2 separate regions of the Anas platyrhynchos genome follow, and region 2 is linked to region 1. The links are chromatin contacts, called in public Hi-C maps. All regions are on one chromosome and are shown on one strand. The core of a region is the stretch at or near the end of the contact, and the rest is flanking DNA. Distances in the headings are between cores, read along the strand shown.

Evidence for each region. Hi-C and Micro-C count contacts between places; a contact is called where the count stands out from the background.
Region 2: a contact with region 1 is called in a Hi-C map of liver, with 1.7 times the contacts expected there. The contact joins two enhancer-like sites. A contact is called at or near these places in 4 of 8 Hi-C or Micro-C datasets (F1 follicle, liver, skeletal muscle and 1 more).

The regions. Positions count from the first base shown.
Region 1 is chr20:1,699,654-1,703,969 of IASCAAS_PekinDuck_T2T, reverse strand. The region is part of intron 15 of SYNRG (synergin gamma); the gene reads right to left. Among named protein-coding and RNA genes, the nearest start is that of SYNRG, 28 kb to the right of the region's middle. Within about 2 kb of position 2,394, at least 2 of the 8 cell types and tissues checked have an H3K27ac peak or open chromatin away from gene starts, as enhancers often do.
Region 2 is chr20:1,749,950-1,754,265 of IASCAAS_PekinDuck_T2T, reverse strand. It overlaps TADA2A (transcriptional adaptor 2A), which reads left to right. Exons shown (of 16, transcript XM_072025948.1): 8 at 6-78. Among named protein-coding and RNA genes, the nearest start is that of ACACA, 9.1 kb to the left of the region's middle. Within about 2 kb of position 1,900, at least 4 of the 8 cell types and tissues checked have an H3K27ac peak or open chromatin away from gene starts, as enhancers often do.

The DNA of each region.
Region 1 (4,316 bases), core at 1,145-3,644:
AAATTCTCTACTTACTAAATACAAGCCTCAACCTTTGAATAGTGTCTCATATTTTAATCTGAAAGTCACCATCCCATTACAGATAGCAAAGAAACACTAAAAAAGAGACGTTTTTAGACAGTACGTACTGCACCCATCACTACTTCAGTTTTCTGATGCTGGCTACTGGATCTATAAGCAAGATGTAAGCATTAACTCAATGAGATGTTGGAGCTGCTATTTCACCTTACCAAAACCAACCACATAGACAGCTTGGTTAGCTTCCCCATCCCCTTCAGTAAAGTATTAATCCATTTTATATGCATGCTTTGATACAAATAACGTATAGAGACGTGCTGCAAGAATTTTTAAGAAGTCGCGTTAAAGCTTATCACAATTCCTGCGGTGCCGCATGACCGACTCTTCAAACCTACAAGTTTCAGAAACAACAGATATCGCCAAGATCCCGGTTTAGCATTTACACACTGTTTGTTCATTTAAGGATAGAGAAAATCCAATTATTTTGCAGAAAGCTCCAAACATTCGTACTCACCCAGCAATTATATGGGCCACTAGGTTCTTCTCACTGCCGTGAGCGGGTGTGAGATACGGTCTGGCTGCTTACATTAAAGCCAGCTGAGGGGACCACGCAGTGCCCAGCTCCTGCCAGGCTCTGCCTGCTGCTCACACAACTTATCTCTCACATTTCGACTGAGATTGATCCGCAGCGAAGGCGCCCAGAGCCAGGGGCTGGATGGTTTTCATTTGAGCAGTTTTAAAAAGCCCTGCTGGGCTACCTTTGGCATTTGTTTCCCAGCATTAGCGACTGTCAGCTTGGATTAGGCGCTCAGCCGCTGCTCAGGGCCTACGGTCAGAGGGTCCCAAGGCGAAGCAAACACATTCCCTGAGTATCATCCGTGCCGAGGCTCCTGTGAGCGTTAGGGCCTCACCTGGCTGGCAGGCAGGAGGCACAGCTCGGCCTCAGCACAGCCAGGGCAGACCCAGGGCGACATCCCAGCCGCCCTCTTCGCTCAGGGTGGCTGCACCACCTGAGGATTAAGCCCTTTTAACAAAATATTCCACCGACGTTTATTCATTTTACTGGGAGGGGAGAGCACGCCGTGCTTCAGGCTGCTTTCCAGGCACGACCCACATCCACGGCTAATTAAAAAGTCCAACAAGTATACGATATAATGATAGAGCTTGATGGCTACTACAACAAAGAGAAACGTCTCCGTGCAGTGTGTCACCTATCGGAGTGTCCTGAGGGACAGCCTTCACGCAGCTGCTGCCTGTGCAGCTGACAGCACCTCAGTAATAAGCGTTAGCACCTTGAATATACAGGGCAACATTTCAAAGTGCCATTCGAATATTAAATTTGTAGAGCAAGCAGTTTGCAGAAGGGTAAACAGGCGAGATGAAATCACCTGCTCAGGGCAAAACTGAACAGAAACAAGGCTCTGAGGTAAAAAGGAGCTGACTTGCAAGGGATCGGTAATTTATCACAAGAAACCATACCTTGTGCTCTCAAATATAAGGTTTTGTTTAGAGAAGCTAAATGAGAGTTTCACTAGCATTAAAGAGTGCCAGAATCACCTCCAAAATGTTAGCCAACTGTAATTAATCCTGAGATCTTGAAAATACCACAGCGTACCAAGCAACCTTTCCCTTTCAATTTGTGTTGACTTCAAAACCCAGCACAGATTTAAGCATGGCTATTGTCTCAGCGTTCACCAAGGTGTGGCAAGAAAGAGTGATGATCCTGCTGTGAAGATCTGCAAAATCTCGGGTGAATGCTTTCTTTGATAACCGGTAGGAGCTGGAGCTGAAAGCGCATCCTAAAGGAGCAGGTCACTGCATTTCTGCTGACCGATCCTGGCTCGGGGACACGCAGAATCAGTAACAGCATCGGATGGGAGCCCTGAGCTCCCAGCGCTTCCCCTGTAATCCTGGCAGGGAAGGCAGAAAAGGATTTTGTTATTCACAAGCTAATATTTACCATTCTCTACGTGAATTCATGCAGGCATGAAGCCCGCCTCTATAGGTTTAAGGGCTGAGATAAAATGTCACACTTCTCGTCTATGCATTTTATTTGGATTGTTTCACTGATTGCAGAAGTATTACTCTGGGGAATAAACTTTTATGAAAGTATTCTACTACAGGAAAGATGTTGTTCAGATACAAAACGTCTACAGCTAAAGCAGTCCCCAAACAATTTAATAAGTACAAAAAATACAAAGTTCTGCGTGACTGTCTGTAGTTCAAGGTAAAGTAGGTTTTATAAAAAAAGTCTTATTCTATTGCAAAAAAAAACATGCTATATTTAGCTAGGCCATGAACTGTATTTATCATGAGTCAGAAGTTTTGTACAGAAGCACAGTCCTAACCTTTGCCATAGCTGCAGCAGGACGAAAGGCTTACCTAAGCTCTCAGCACATTTGCTGTATAACGACAAGGGGAGCGTTTCTCTTCCCTCGACAGGCAGCAGAGCAACTCGCCACCAGACTAATAAGCGAGGCAGCAGTTTACATGTGAAAAGCACTTCTTGGTTGACCCTAGAGAACTCTTTATGATGTGGGTATCTTTATTACTGGCACAAGATTGTTTTATTAAGCGCTGTTAAGAACTGCTCCTGCAACAGCCTTTTGCTTAAAGACCGCAGATACGTTTAATGAATAAAACCGCTCCAGTTAAAACGCTGCATTTATAACCTCGGATGCAATAAAACCTTCATTTTGCTGTTATGGCAATTCAAAATATAAGAAGATGCATGCGCATCAGAATATTTTTTTCAAAGCGAGACGTGATTATGTGGGAAAAAAGGAATTAAGTCTAAGTATCGCATTTAGCAAAGACACCTGCTATTGAGCTCCTGCCATTTCCTCCGGCAGGAAACTTTCTGTACAAACAGCATCTGAACTGATGGCAAGCATTAAATCTCATCCAAAAAAGAGCAAAGAATAAATCCATACAAATCTCTAAGAAAACGCTTTCCTTTGAGGATATGCAACCTTTTTGGCAAGGTTAAAATTGATTTCTTAGCACCTTCTGGAGAACATGCAGCAGACTGCCCTGTGGAAGCAGGGCAAATATGAAAGGGATGCATCAATGGATTTTAGTGAACTATATCATAATAAAACAGCATTCCTAAGTAACCTTGGTAGCTTTCAGAAACATGAGATTTGAGTTTTGTTATAAAAATCTAAGTGCTCTTACTGCCAGTGCAGTTAGAGCCGCATGGAATTGGCACAGCCAGCCCTGGCGTGACTACAAACACACACCCCGTGAAATACAATGGGCATGGAATCCCAAACCGCTTAAAGAGGGGTCAGGGAGGGAAGGGGGTGTGCGTGTCCATAAAAATCCAAGTCGGATCCATTCAAATATCACATAACCACATTTTTCTTTTTCCTTAAAAAAATATTTTCTAGCAAACCAAGAATGGAAAGAGTGATCTTCACAGAGTCGTGCTGGAGCGCTGGAAGTTTCTGAAAGCTTTAGAAGCAAAACCCAGTTCGTATTTCATCCAGTGCAGAGGGTTTGAAATATTTACCCTTTCCTTCCCACCTAGTTTGAACTACCAAAGCCGTGCTCCCTGCTCCACGTTCAGCCTGCCTGAGGATCACCTGGGGCTGGTACTGCTGCTGGTGCTGAGCGGTGCACGAGGAGCTGCCAACCAGAGCTTGGGAGAATACTGACAGGGTGAGATACAGGTAAAACACCATTTTATACATTATCTAATCTACAGAAGACTTTGCCATCCTTCATTTGAGCCAACTATAACAATGTATTGCAGCTATCAAGGATCAAGTTATGCCTGGAGGCAATTTACAAGCTGGAGTCTTCCACGTCAACAGTTCAATCATTTAAAGAAACCTTTGACAGAGTTAGTTAGTTTAACAACAACGAAAAAATGCAATTCTCAAGATTGTATCATATACTTAGTGATTATAAGCCAACACAGGAGGGTTTCACTTTTCAATATTTCAGTTTATATTCAACTCTAATGAATAAATGCAACTCGCACCATGCTTGGGGTGGTTGGGTGATGCAGGATGCTGCTCCTGGTCCTAGCAGCACAGCATCAGTGCCCCAAAACCCAGCCCAGCTCCTACACCAGCACCGTTACCAGCAAGAAGCCCCGAGACTGACGGGTGGCAGGCACCAGCTCCGGACCCCTTCCAAGGAAGAGACCCCTGAAAAGGGCCAGGATGAGAATTGTAGGAGAACAGAGCTCGTACTGCTGCTGTCTGTGCCCTGCTTGCCAGCAATCAGAGAAATGCAAAGCCCGTTTCTCAGCTGCTGAAGTCCACAACAGCTTCAATTGCCCCAGTGCA
Region 2 (4,316 bases), core at 651-3,150, 51 kb before region 1:
AACAGGAGTTTGACAACTATGCTGAGTGGGATTTAAGAGATATTGATTTTGTAGAAGATGATTCAGACATTCTGCACGGTAAGTCCCCTGTTTTCATACATTGTTTGAAAGCAATGTTTCACGGTGCATACACAGTGTTTCACTGGGTCTTTTTTCCTCTACATTAGAGCAGCATTTTCCTCTACAGTTAGAGCAGCATTAGTTGTACCTGACGAGGGTTGTTGTGTGAGTTCGCTTACTTCTACTGAGTTTCTGTGGCACCAAATAACAGAAAGTATTAAAATTAGGTTTTAACCCATAGAGAAGTAAAGATCATACTTTTTTCCCACATTTATAAGTACACATAATGTTTAAAAGTACTGTGTTTATGCTTCAGAATTCTTCCGTCTATGTCAGGCTGTTCTCAGCTAAAGTCTTACCACCCTTTGGAGACAGACAAATCCTGTTATGTACAGACAGTCCTTCCAAACTTACAAAATCAGTTTGAAATTTAGCAGCGTACACATAGTTTTAAGGAATGCAAACTCCCTTGGCACAAAAAAGGTTATGAGAATCATACATCAGCCTCTCTTCCCTTTTAACTTTTATTGAAAGGGGAGCTGGCTTTTGCACTTGTCACAGATGCATCGTGCCATCTCTCCACTGTTTTACTATTATTAAAACATATTTTATTGCTTCCATGTCCTATAGGGAGCCCTACTAAACTGGAAAAGCAAAATACTTTCCTAGGTCTACTCATTAATTGTTAGTTTAATGAAGGTGCTGGTTTATCAGCACCTTCTTCCATACCCCTCGCACATTTCTTCCTCCCCCTGCACAATTCAGCCAATTAAGATATCTCCTACCAGCCTCCTGGTTTAAGTTGTAAATCTGACTGCAAAAATCAGCTTTCCTTTTCTGTTCAGAATACCATAAAGCTATGCAGGGCCAGACCAAAGGTCTCTCTAGGTCAGTAACCTGCTAGTATCTCATAGCAGACACACAGAAGAAAGTAAGAAAAGACAAGTACAAGCTGATACTTTTCCTGGTGTATCTTCCAAGTTTCCTGCAGTCATAAATCTAGCAAATTCCTGAGCCACAGGTTGTGTTCAGACCATTTTGGCCAAAGAATCTGTCCTGCATGAACTTAGCTAACTACTGTTGGAACCATATATATATTTGTATTTTTGCCCCCATAACATCCTGTAGCCCTGAGTTGCACAATTGAGTTAGGAGTTCAGTAATTTAATTACATAGTGTGTGAAAAAATACTTCCTTCTGTCTGTCAAATATTTTGCCTGATAATTACATTGGGTGTTCTTTAGTCCATTCTTTAGTTGTCTTGCATATTTAGTACAGAACATCAGGCTTTTGCCTTGTGAAAACTCCATTTGGCAGAGGTTAGGCAGCGTGACCAACTACATATTCGATCTCTTAGCTCAGGGACTTTGGCAGCTTCCTTCCCACAGCTGTTCTGGATCTGCCTACGTGAGAGAGAATGCCTCTACAAAAATGAAGTCGCAGGGTCTAGCCAGCTGTTTTTCTCTTATATGAGGCATCTCAGGGAAGGAAAGAATGCTTTTCTAAAAGAAACTTTGGGATTAGATCTTTGCTTTCTCCAAGCTAGAAGAAAAAAGGAAGGAGCCACATCTCTTTCTGTCCTGCAGTTTTGAAGATCTCAGATGCTGACTTTGCTTGATTCACTGGGAATATTTTGTAACTTAATTGCATGACTTAATACCCTACAAAATGGTTCACCATTTAGATTTGAAGGAAGGGGCGAGTGCTCGGACTGCTTAGGAAATCTTGGCACTTTCTAGTTGCAGACAGAGGAGGTTGCAAGGCAGCCCTGGAGGCGCAAGTTCTGGCAGTCGCTCCCAAGGATGCCTGTCCTGTCTCTCATGTGCCTCACTACCCCAGCCCTGCCCACTGGCAAACTTCTTACACTGCATCTCGCAGAAGTGTCCTTGAAAAGCAGCCCTGTGGCTGTCTTCCACTACACCTGCTTGAGACAAATTCTTTGTTGGCCAAATAGCAAACTTTTTTCCTTCCATAAGATACAAGACAATGGCCGAAATACTCCATGGTATTTATTCTTTTATGTAAGGTTCTGACACACTCTGCAAGTAGATACCCTGTTTGCTTAGGGTCCTGCTTTCCTCCAGGGGGAGTAAATTTGGGTTGTAGCCATGAAGTTTGTCCCAGCCAGGCACACACTGGATACGCAGCCTGTTTGCTTTGATTAGTTTGCATTCTTCCCATTATTTGGGCCTTGCATGCCAAGCAGAGGTTAGTTAGCACAAAACAAAGCTCTCACTCATTAGCATTCAAAAGTTTTTGCAGACCAAATGAGGCTGAAGAGGAATGAAAAGCAAAGAAACTGTTTTGGGCAATGTCTTAAGAAACCAAAATATTTTGATTTTTTGGAACGGAGAAAGAAGCCTTGAATTCCTGCCTATCGCTGGATCCTGCAAAGCCACTCTGACCATCTCACAGAATGGCAACTTATCTTCAGTTACCAGTACAAACAAGTAACTCCCTAGTATAATTCATGGGGGAAAGAGCAGTCAAATCATTTTCGTTCGTACAGTGTCTCTTTTCTCATTTCAGTGCAGCAGGTAACAGTATAATAGTCAGAGTTATTCCTGTATTCCAGATCTTATAATCAGTTGTCTCTTTGTGAATATGTTTATCAAAAACAAAAGGCCCTCCAAAAGTATGTGTGGCAGTAAATACTGTTTTTTTCTGTACATAGAAGTTCCCTTTTTCCCTTAATTTATTCTCATGAATGTTCCTTCCCCTCCCCAGTTGATCGTAATTTCTTTTAGAATATTGTGCACTTAAGTGAAAGCATCAAAATGCAATGGTTATTGGTGCACAATTGCTTGTGATATTTATAGAGGCTCTCCAGTGCAATTTGTGCATGTACTCATTAAATTCTGCCCACACAAACCCCAGAAAATAACATGCTAGCTTAGCTTGCACAGGGTTTAAAAATACAAAAATATTTTCCATAAATTGGCACTGATTCCAACACTTAGTAATATATTTCATTCATGTTTAACTTACTGTATTTCCCGTTCTTTTATCCCCACATTTAAGCAAGAAGGAGAATTCACTACCCATGTCTGCCCTTAAATTAGGAAACTTAAATACCCCTTTATGAAAATACACGGTGGTTCTTGAACACTGCTTTTGAAAGAGACTTCCAAAAAGAAGTGAGAACGTTTGTATTACCCCTCCTGCCTTCGTACATATTTTTTCTCCTAGGTTAACATCAAATCAGTTTTGTATAAATTCAAGACTTTTTTGTTAATACAGGGTCAGCAAGTGTAACTCAAAAGCAATGGCACCTGAGCTGATGTGCACAGCCCTTGGGCTTTCGCCCTGGTTATATGAAATTCTACTACCCAGCAGACTGCTCAGATGAATTGCCTAGAGGCTAAGGGCTTCTTGGTGTTTACACATGAACACATATTTTAGAATAGACACGTAACCGCATAACCACACTTCTTTCTTAATTGCCTTATTCATTATTTATTGGAGAGTCCAATCAATAAACAGCCAGTATCGGTTTTGCTCCTTTCTTGTAACTACAGGAGCAGGGGTGGATTCTGGATTCTGACACATTCTGTCCACCTTTGCTTATGCAGCAGCGGGGGCTGAAAGGGGACATGTTGCTGCCTAGTTTCAAGCAGTTGCATGTTGTCTTTTCAGACTGTAAACCCACTGTCAAGTCTTAAGCCTGCTCCCTCAGGGAGCATACTGAAATGCTTAAAGTAAAGGAAAAAAAAAGCCAACCAACTCTACGCTCATTTAATGACCTAGAATTTGTGTATTATTTAACAAAATGAGGGAAGGGAAGGTGATAGGTGTCTCCTTATCTTTTCTGCTGAGAATTTACCAAAGAAGTTTATTAACCTGATGGTCACAGGAAAAAGAAGCTGAAGGATCTCTGAGTGGATCAGCCAGGACTGCAGACAGATTTCATTTCGAAAAGGATATGATTTCTAATGAGCATGACTTTTTCCTGTACTTCTCCACATTGCCGTGAACTATTCTCTTTGTTCTTCTAGCAGATAGATAAGTTTAGACGTTAACGAGCTAAAATCTTGTAGATGTTTTCAAGAACGGTAGCAAAGGCTACTTTGAATCTTCTCAGTTCAGAACTTTGCCTTTCTATTTTTTGGAGTTCCTCATTATGTGCAAAGAAGCCTTTGTCCAAAAGCGGTACCTCAGATCCTTAAATCTGATAAACTTACTTTTCAGGAGAAAGAATATTTAACAATGGCACGTATGAAGGAACAAATACGTGCTAATGGTAAAACAGTCCAAGA